Linked DNA regions of Mus musculus: all the other regions are linked to region 1. A link is a contact called in public ChIA-PET and HiChIP or PLAC-seq data. All regions are on one chromosome and are shown on one strand. Each heading gives the region's core, a stretch centred on a gene start, on an enhancer-like site or on the middle of the called end of the contact. The rest is flanking DNA. Distances are from core to core; before and after follow the strand shown. Region 1 holds the start of Golga4 (golgi autoantigen, golgin subfamily a, 4). Region 2 has its middle 71 kb from the start of Gm33088. Region 3 has its middle 89 kb from the start of Gm33088.

What was found. ChIA-PET counts read pairs in DNA pulled down with a chosen protein or histone mark. HiChIP or PLAC-seq counts read pairs in DNA pulled down with a chosen protein or histone mark.
Region 2: a contact with region 1 is called in an RNA polymerase II ChIA-PET map of effector CD8 T cells, with 12 read pairs. The contact joins the enhancer-like site here to the promoter of Golga4 in region 1. A contact is called at or near these places in 7 of 484 Hi-C or Micro-C datasets (LSK cells, embryonic fibroblasts, embryonic stem cells and 1 more), 5 of 115 datasets of contacts at active chromatin or transcription factors (effector CD8 T cells, embryonic basal ganglia, embryonic stem cells and 2 more) and 1 of 9 other capture datasets (adipose tissue).
Region 3: a contact with region 1 is called in an H3K4me3 HiChIP or PLAC-seq map of embryonic basal ganglia, with 2.4 times the contacts expected there. The contact joins the enhancer-like site here to the promoter of Golga4 in region 1. A contact is called at or near these places in 12 of 484 Hi-C or Micro-C datasets (CD4 T cells, CD8 central memory T cells, LSK cells and 6 more), 2 of 115 datasets of contacts at active chromatin or transcription factors (embryonic basal ganglia and embryonic stem cells) and 2 of 9 other capture datasets (embryonic stem cells and liver).

The regions. Positions count from the first base shown.
Region 1 is chr9:118,504,821-118,507,645 of GRCm38.p6, forward strand. It overlaps Golga4 (golgi autoantigen, golgin subfamily a, 4), which reads left to right and starts at 1,498. Exons shown (of 24, transcript NM_018748.3): 1 at 1,498-1,737. The coding sequence starts at 1,666.
Region 2 is chr9:118,271,611-118,274,310 of GRCm38.p6, forward strand. No RefSeq gene overlaps it. Among named protein-coding and RNA genes, the nearest start is that of Gm33088, 71 kb to the right of the region's middle. Within about 2 kb of position 1,346, at least 23 of the 459 cell types and tissues checked have an H3K27ac peak or open chromatin away from gene starts, as enhancers often do. A contact at or near this core is called in effector CD8 T cells, memory CD8 T cells and thymic regulatory T cells, where this site is marked.
Region 3 is chr9:118,254,060-118,256,759 of GRCm38.p6, forward strand. No RefSeq gene overlaps it. Among named protein-coding and RNA genes, the nearest start is that of Gm33088, 89 kb to the right of the region's middle. Within about 2 kb of position 1,337, at least 21 of the 459 cell types and tissues checked have an H3K27ac peak or open chromatin away from gene starts, as enhancers often do. A contact at or near this core is called in embryonic basal ganglia, where this site is marked.

The DNA.
Region 1 (2,825 bases), core at 248-2,747:
AATGTGGGTGGTTCTACCCCAGGTAGGTGGTGTTGGGTTGTATAAGAAAGCAAGCTGAGCGATCCACTGGGAACAGGACAGCAAGCACCACTCCCCCTTTGGCTCTGCTTCAGTTCTTGTCTCCAGCTTTCTGACTTGAATTCTTGCAGGCAAACTAAGACAAGGTAGTATATATGCCCAGAGACAGGACTCCTTCACTTAGGTTTTTGACTACGAATCTCCTCCTCTGGCATGTGACTGGCATTGGAAGTCTTGTGGGACTGAGGCCTAAACCTGTGGATCTGGTTTTCTCTGTCTCTCTGTCTCTCTCTCTGTCTCTGTCTGTCTCTGTCTGTCTCTGTCTGTCTCTGTCTGTCTCTGTCTCTGTCTCTGTCTCTGTCTCTCTCTCTCTCTCTCTGAGTCAGGGTGTCCCTATGTAACATAGGCCCATCTGGCCTGGAACTCGGAGATCACCTGGCCTCAGCCTCCCAGGTGCTGGGATTAAAGGTGTACACCCCCATGCACCAGTTCTTAATGTTCTGTTCAAAGAATCAGAACTGAATGGATGCCATCCAGGTAGTAGCTTGTGCAGAACCCAGAGTTTCGAGGTCATATGGGTCTTTGTGAGCAGAGGTTTCAGAAATATTCTATGTTGTGCAAGTGTAGGGGGTTCTCAGCAGATGGAAAAGTCTAGGTAGGGGAAGACAGCTCCTTTGGAGTGCAGCCACAGATATTAAGCACTAAAGGCAGATAATTCTGACTAGGCAGAAAATTGTGCACCTGTAGGCCTCAGCTATTCTGGAGGCAGGAAAATCACTTTAGTTAACAAATTCAAGGCCAGTCTGCCTAATTCAGCCAGACTATTTATGTTTGAGACAGGATCTCACTGTAGCTCAGACTGGCCTTAAATTCATATAGGCAAGAATGACCTTGAACTTCTCGTCCTACTGCTTCTACCTCTGGATGCTGGGATTACAGGTATACACCATCACACCCAGTTTATGCGATGCTGAGGCTAGAGCCAATCCTTCCTGCATATGCTAGGTAAACAAACGTTCTACACCCTCAGCCCCAGATTTTCTCTTTAAACCAACCAACCAACCAACCAATGAACCAATGAACCAACGAACCAACTAGCTGGCCAACCAGCGAACCAACTAGTCATCTATACCATCCAACCCACTATCCAAAAACCTTTCGAGAGAATTCTAAACGATCGTGCCACACGACACTGAATACACTTCTGCATTCCTAGCTCTATCCTCTCTCACCCCAGCCTTCTTCACTGTGGTGCTCAGTGGTGGGATGCTCCCTATTTGACAGCACAGCTCCAAGACTCCCGCTAGAGTCAGCGCAGACGCCACTGTGCACGCGCGTTCACCCGCACCGCCTCCATATTGTCCGCCGCGGCGCTCCGTAGCAAGCCCCTGGCAAGCTCCACGTCGACCGCGCAGGCGCCCGGGGCGCGTTCACCTGCTGCCGTTGTCGCCGCCGCCGCCGCCGCTGACGGGGCTGGATGGGGGGCCGAGGCCAGCCAGGGGCACCCAGAAAGAAGAGACGCGGCGGCGGCGACGCCGACACCCGCACGACGAGCGCCCCGAGGTGCCCGCCAGCTCCACAGGAAGGCGGCGAGGCCCGGGCCCGGCCGCCCCGCGGGTAGAGACGCTGCCGGCCCCTCGCCGCGCCATGTTCAAGAAGCTGAAGCAGAAGATCAGCGAGGAGCAGCAGCAGCTGCAGCAGGCGTTAGCCCCTGCTCAGGTACGTCGTCCCCCTGCGCCGAGGCCCGGGAAGCGGGCGAAAGTTCCCCATGACCTTTGACCTCCGCCCCAGGAACACCCCCCCCCCCCAAACCGTAGCCCTGGAAGGTTTGGGACCACCCAGCCGGTGTAGGAACCCTGGCCTGGTTTCTCCCAAAACTCCGTCCCTGTGCAGGGTGACGGGACCGGTCGGGACATTTGACTTCGGAGTTTCCCCTCTAAGGACCGACCCGGTCTGACAGATGGGTGCGATGGGTTCGGGTCCTGCGTGGGGAGCTTCTCTCGCCCGTCAGAGACCCTGACTCTAGAGTGGTGACGGGGGCGGGGCAACCCAGATCCTTTGTGATATGTGACCTCTGCCCTCTGCCCCATATATGACCAATGTCCTCTGGGTTCCCTGGACATCGCACCCGGAATGACCAGGTCCCTGTAAGTCTCCTGCTTCCAAACCCTGATCGAGGCAGAGAGTCGAGCCTGCCCGGGCCAGGCTGCTCGCAGGAGCCGAGGGCGGCGGTCCAGCGACCAAGCCTGTCACGAGTTAGTCACTTCGTGTAACTTGGGTGATGGCGGACAGGGCTCAGGGGCAGACACTGAACGGGACGGGCACCGAGCCTGTCAGCAACCGGGCTCTTGCATCTTTTCTGGAAGGTCGTTGCTTTTTAAGGGAGTATGGTTTCGGGCTGGGAAAAGGGGGCGTGTTCGTGTTAGAAACAAACTACCCCTCTCCAGCACTCAGGGTGTGAAGGACGGGAGGGGAGGGTTTCTGCTGAATCTCTCCCCAGTCTCCCTGAATATCAGTAGATTGAACACGAACGTCTTTTCTTTTATGGTTAGAAACCTGGAAAGCCCATGGCTCAAGAAAGGTCGTAGTTTGGCTAAGTGGGAAGCAGTTTGGGTGTTTAAATATAACGACCCAGCATTCTGTTTCTAGAAACATAGTCTGAGAAGATTTAGGATGCAAAAACATTTAGTTACACGATTTCTTTTTTCTTGTGTGCGCGCGTGGGCAGGTGGCAGCCAGAAGACAACCATGGTGTCGTCATTCCTCATCCCTCGGGCTTTATTCTTTTTATTTTACTATTTAAAAAA
Region 2 (2,700 bases), core at 96-2,595, 230 kb before region 1:
TTGAGGTTGTTAATCACATTCTGAAAGTTCTCCCCTACAGTGTAGCTAGCAAACGGGGAGTTTCTGGTTCAAGGACCTCCCGGTTTGTTTTCCTTCCTCTGGTCCTCATACCAGGCTGATGCTAAGCTGTCACTTCGGGCTTGTTAGTCAAATTATGGTGATTAATGCAAACAGCCAACATGAACTTTGAGCGGTTCAGATGCTCCACAGCCCACGCGCTGGCAGGACGCCATCCTCCCACATCTCCTAAGTGGCTCAGACACCTTTCAACACCAAGGAAGCCCGTCCTCAAGCGCAGAGCCCGGTGACTCGTAACTGACTCAGACACCTTTCAAAACCCAAAGACAGCTTCCTGGGATTTGACATAAATGTGATGGCCAAGGTCCTCTCAGAAGACAACCTTAATGAGGATGTTTGAAACCACATGGCTTCAGGTAAAAAGCCGTCTTCTCACAGCCCTCCCGTAGGCAAGGCAGGAGGCTGCGCCTTCCCAGAGCTTTTGAAGCACAGTGAAGCCTCCATTGCCCTTTGGTCCGCATGTGGCCATTTCCTTTAAGTGGCTTTGCATTTTATTAGTGCATGTTCATCGTACATAGTGGCATGTCAAATACACTCTCTCTCAAGTATTTCATGCACTTGAAAAGTCACAGTACCTCTCTTAGTTTCTGTCCCATTCCCCCTTCCCCTAGTCTCCCCGGTCTCTGCCCCCAACCACCTTCTTCTTTCATTCATAAATGTGTGTGTGTACATATGATATGTGACATATGTCATATACATATATATATTCTATTTCTATAAAGAATTCTATGAATCACCAATGAGAGAAAATAAGATATTTATCTTTCTGTATATGATTTATTTCATTTTGTTTGATGATCCCCAATTGCATATATTTTCTGCTGTACGGCTGAGTAAAATTCTGTTGTCATTTTTTTTTTAAAGCCAAAAATTAGAACTACCATATGACCAAGCTACACCACTTCTAGGTATATACCTGAAGGGTGCAACCATCTTCTTTGCAATACTGCTCTGGAGTCACACTGTGCAGTCAGCTGAGGTGTCTGTCAGCAAGTGGGTGGGCTTAAACACAACAAGGACCCCACCAGCACTCCTGGTGTATCTTCCTCGCATGGTGGATGTTTGTGTACATTGTCACTTTCTGAGACCGAAGAGTGTTTATATCATGAAGACTCTCCAAATCTGAAATTCTCCAGAGTGTGTAACACTCAACATTCTGACCTAATATGAACTTTGAGCTCTTGCCAAAAGGGATTTCCTGTAGATAAAGAAAGCAACTATGACAAAAACGTTCCATCAACACAAAGTAAAGTGGTTTTTTTTTTTTCCCTAAACGGGGGTATACCCTGTGAAATCAGCTCCCACTAACATGCCGCTCTGCGAGTTTGTAAAGCGGGTTCAGAAGGGTCAACTCATGAAACCTTTGATGCCGTGACCTTAGCCAGCTGTTTACCTCTGACATCTGTCTTCCAAGAGCAGACACAAACTTGGCTTCTTGTTCTAGCCCTGTTATTCACAGCTTGCTCATGGTGGTCATCCGTGCAGTCATGATCTGTCAGTGACACCATCACAGGAAAGGGAGCAGGACAATGCCACATGATGTCACATGGACCCATGGAGACATCTAGCCCATTGGTTAACAAGGTTGGGTGGGGTTCTAATGGGACTGAGAAAATGGCGTAGCGCACACACCTCATTATGGTTTCTGTTTAAGTAAAATCAGGCCTCTTGAGGTTTCTTTTTTACTTATAGTAAAATCCACTTTTAAATATGTTTTTTTAATCATTTTGACAGTCAAATTCTTATAGTCACTATCAATATAGAGAAGATATTACTCAGAAATGTTCCTCACAGCTCATATCAATGGTTCTTCAAATCCCCAGCCCTAGAAATCGCTGGCTTATTTTTTTTTAATACACCCTTGTGCCTTCAACAATGTAGCATACGTAGTCTCATAGGAAATGTAACTTTTTGGGTCTTAATTCTTTCATTTAGAGTAATTACTTTGAATATATCCACCTAATTGCAATGGATTTCTTTGCATATGTCTATATAACTATATGGATTTACTTTTCAATGTGTCAATGACTCATTTAAAATTGTCGCTACTTACTGTTATTTATTTGTGTGTGTGTGTGTGTGTGTGTGTGTGTGTGTGTGTGTGTATGGGTCATCAGGAGATCGCCACAACATACTTGTGGAAGTTAGAGCACAGCTTTGCATATGTGGACCTAACGTGGGTCATCAGGTTTTCACATAGCAGGTGCCTTTGCCTGCTGAGGCATCTCACTAGCCCTGGTTCATTACCTTTAACACTGGGTAGCCTTCTCTGGCATGAGTAAGCTATGACTTGTTTACTCATCCGCAGGTTAAGATGTTTGCCACATTTTAACATTTTTGTAATACTGAATATATACCTTATAAATATTCATATACACATTTTTTGAGTGAGGGATGACTGATTAGTAAGGCAAACATAAACCAGATGTCTGATGTACACCTGTAAACCCATCACTTGGAACATGGCAGTGGTGACTCACACCTGTGAGCCCATCTGTCTAATGTGGCAGCAAGAAGATCAGGAACTTGGGCAATCCTCAGCCATGGTAAGAGATGACTCCAAAGGGGCTTCATAAGACCATGTCTCAAAAAAAAAATGGGAGACTTACAACAATAAATCCT
Region 3 (2,700 bases), core at 87-2,586, 250 kb before region 1:
AGCAAGCCAGCAGGAGGCTCCACCTGGCCAGCTTGGCCCTGATTGCTCTTCAGTCCCTGCCTCTGACCTAACCAACCATCCCAAGGCAGGGCCTGAGAGAACCCAAGAAGCAACTTAGGAGTATCTATTAGCACTATGTGCAGCTATTCCCAATGCTGTTTATGAGGGGAGAGAAAGGGAAAGTGGTGGAACTCTAAACCTCCATGCATCTGAGCGACACTGCACATACAGGAGCTGTAGCAACTGAAGACCCAAAGGAATGTAGACAGGCAAGCTTAACAGTTATACCATTCCCTCGTTGGAAAGCCATCAAACCAACTCGATCAGCTTTAAATAAAAGCAGTCTGCAGTGGGACAATCTGGAAAACAGCATATTTATCCCCCAAAGGGCTGGAGAGATGGCTCAGCATCATTTCCTGGTCTTCCAAAGGACCCAAGTTCAGGGTCACCCAACACCCAGGTCAGGCAGCTGGCAACCACCCATAAATGCAGCTCCAGGGAACCCAACAACTTTCTCTGACCTCCTCAGGCTCGCATGCAGATACACACACACACACACACACACACACACACACACACACACACACACGTTTTATTTTGTTTTTAATAAGGGTAACAATTGTGATTACTTCTGATTAGACTCAGTCAATAACATTCTTGCCACCTGAACTCAGATCCTCAGCACCCACATAGAAAGTAGGGTTCAGTATACTTTACCTGAAATCCTCAGGGCTATAGAGGCAAAGGCAAGATGCTGGGGCTGTTGGCCAAAGCAATATACTCCAGATGTCATGAGAAACCATCTCAAAAACTAAGGTGGAAAGGAACTGAGGAAGGCAACACAATATCAACCTCTGCCTCCTTCCCAAATGCATAGGCACATCTACACATAAGCAATCATGCACACACATGAACACATACAAACAAGATCATGAGTAATGGCTATAAAGTATCAACCAAGAACCTGACATAAGTGTGGTAAGAGCTCAGAGATTGGTGGGTGCTGTCTCTGAGGTGACACCTGATGGTCTCAGTGGCTTTATGCTATGGCCAAGCAGTGCTACCTAATATTGGGGGTTGCAGAAGAAATCCCAAATCTTAGCTCTATGGTTATCCTTTCTAACACCCTCAGTCCTAGCACAGCTGTGGGGTCAGGATCTTAAAGGATGGTCTTCAGCTGCATGGAATCTGGGCCTGGGTCCGGGGTACCGCTTGCCGCTTGATGAGAACTGTCAGGCCAGTCTGCTCCAAGTCAAACAGACTCATCTGGCCAGCCAGTATTGAAGCATGTGTGTCAGAGCTAACCTGTATTGAGTCTTGTTAGAATGTGCTTGCAAGACAGGGTTGGCATTCAGTGTAACTAAGCCTAAACCCCGGCCAAGACTGAACTCAGAGATCATTTGCATGGGATTTCTTCTATTGGTTTTTAATCCAGCACTTACAAGAACCATCAAACAACGACAACAAAGACCACAATAAGCAGTCAAGCGATTTCTTGCAGGCTTCTTACCACTAAAGACAGATTTAAAAGGCATTGTTTCCTCTAACATACAAAGTATCTAGTCTCTGACATACAAAGTATCTAGCCACTGGTGTCCATTAAAGTGGAGTGAAGCACAAGAATACCGCAGAGGCGGGGTGTGCTTGAGAAATTTGCATACGAATTTCCATTAGGATTAAAGACATTTAAATCCACATTACCCTCAGCAGGCAGAATAATGAATGCGCTATTATGGACGAGGCTTAGCGTGTGTCGCCACTGCCTTTGGCGGGTTCAAGTCTTGCTCGGGATGTAATATTTAGTGACTCGTTTTTTCCTCATGCATAGGGTAATAGGCTTTAACTTTCTAAGCTTTCCTGCCAGCCCTTGCCCCCCTGCTGTGCCATTATATTGAACTTGCAAGCAGGAAGCTCTGTCCAGCTCGCCCAGATTACCACAGCAATAGGCCCGCTGAGGGGGCTGGTGTCAGGATAAGTGTTAAAGCAGGAGCTGCCCCATCTTGGCATGCTGTTCTCATCTTATTAAATACAGCTTTGTGGAAGCAGGGAGCCTGCCTCTCAGTCACACTGGCTCAAGCCTGGCCCAACTGCTACTGTCAGACAATATGAGAATAGGAAACACCGCAGCTAATGGCAGGTGCTGCTTCCCACGTGACAAACACAAGTCAGAGGGGCTCTCATTATGAGACTGACTTCATGAGCTGGTGGGAGGGTATTTTATTTTACTCTTCTAGACGCTTCTTTGAGGCCAAGATCCAATCGAGAAAGCCTGGTGCTTTGGGGAAATGAAACAAACACTGCCCCTTTTAGTAGTGGTCAGTCTCTCCTAGGGCGTATGAGTTGACAGACGGCTGCTATCCACTTTCCAGTTTCAAGCTCCCTTGGGTCTTTCTGTTTTTAAAATATTACATTTTTATTAATTCTTTGGGAATAATTAATACAGGCATACAATGTATTTTGATTCTAGCATTTCCCACACCCCCTCCATCGCCTAACTCCTCCCAGATCCTCCTTCCACTGCTCCACCCCACCCCCAAATTCATCTTTCTTTCTTTCTTTCTCTCTTTCTTTCTTTCTTTCTTTCTTTCTTTCTTTCTTTCTTTCTTTCTCTCTCTCTCTCTCTCTCTCTCTCTCTCTCTCTCTCTCTCTCTTTCTTTCTTTCTTAATGACACACCAAGTCCAATTTGTGTTGCTCAAAAG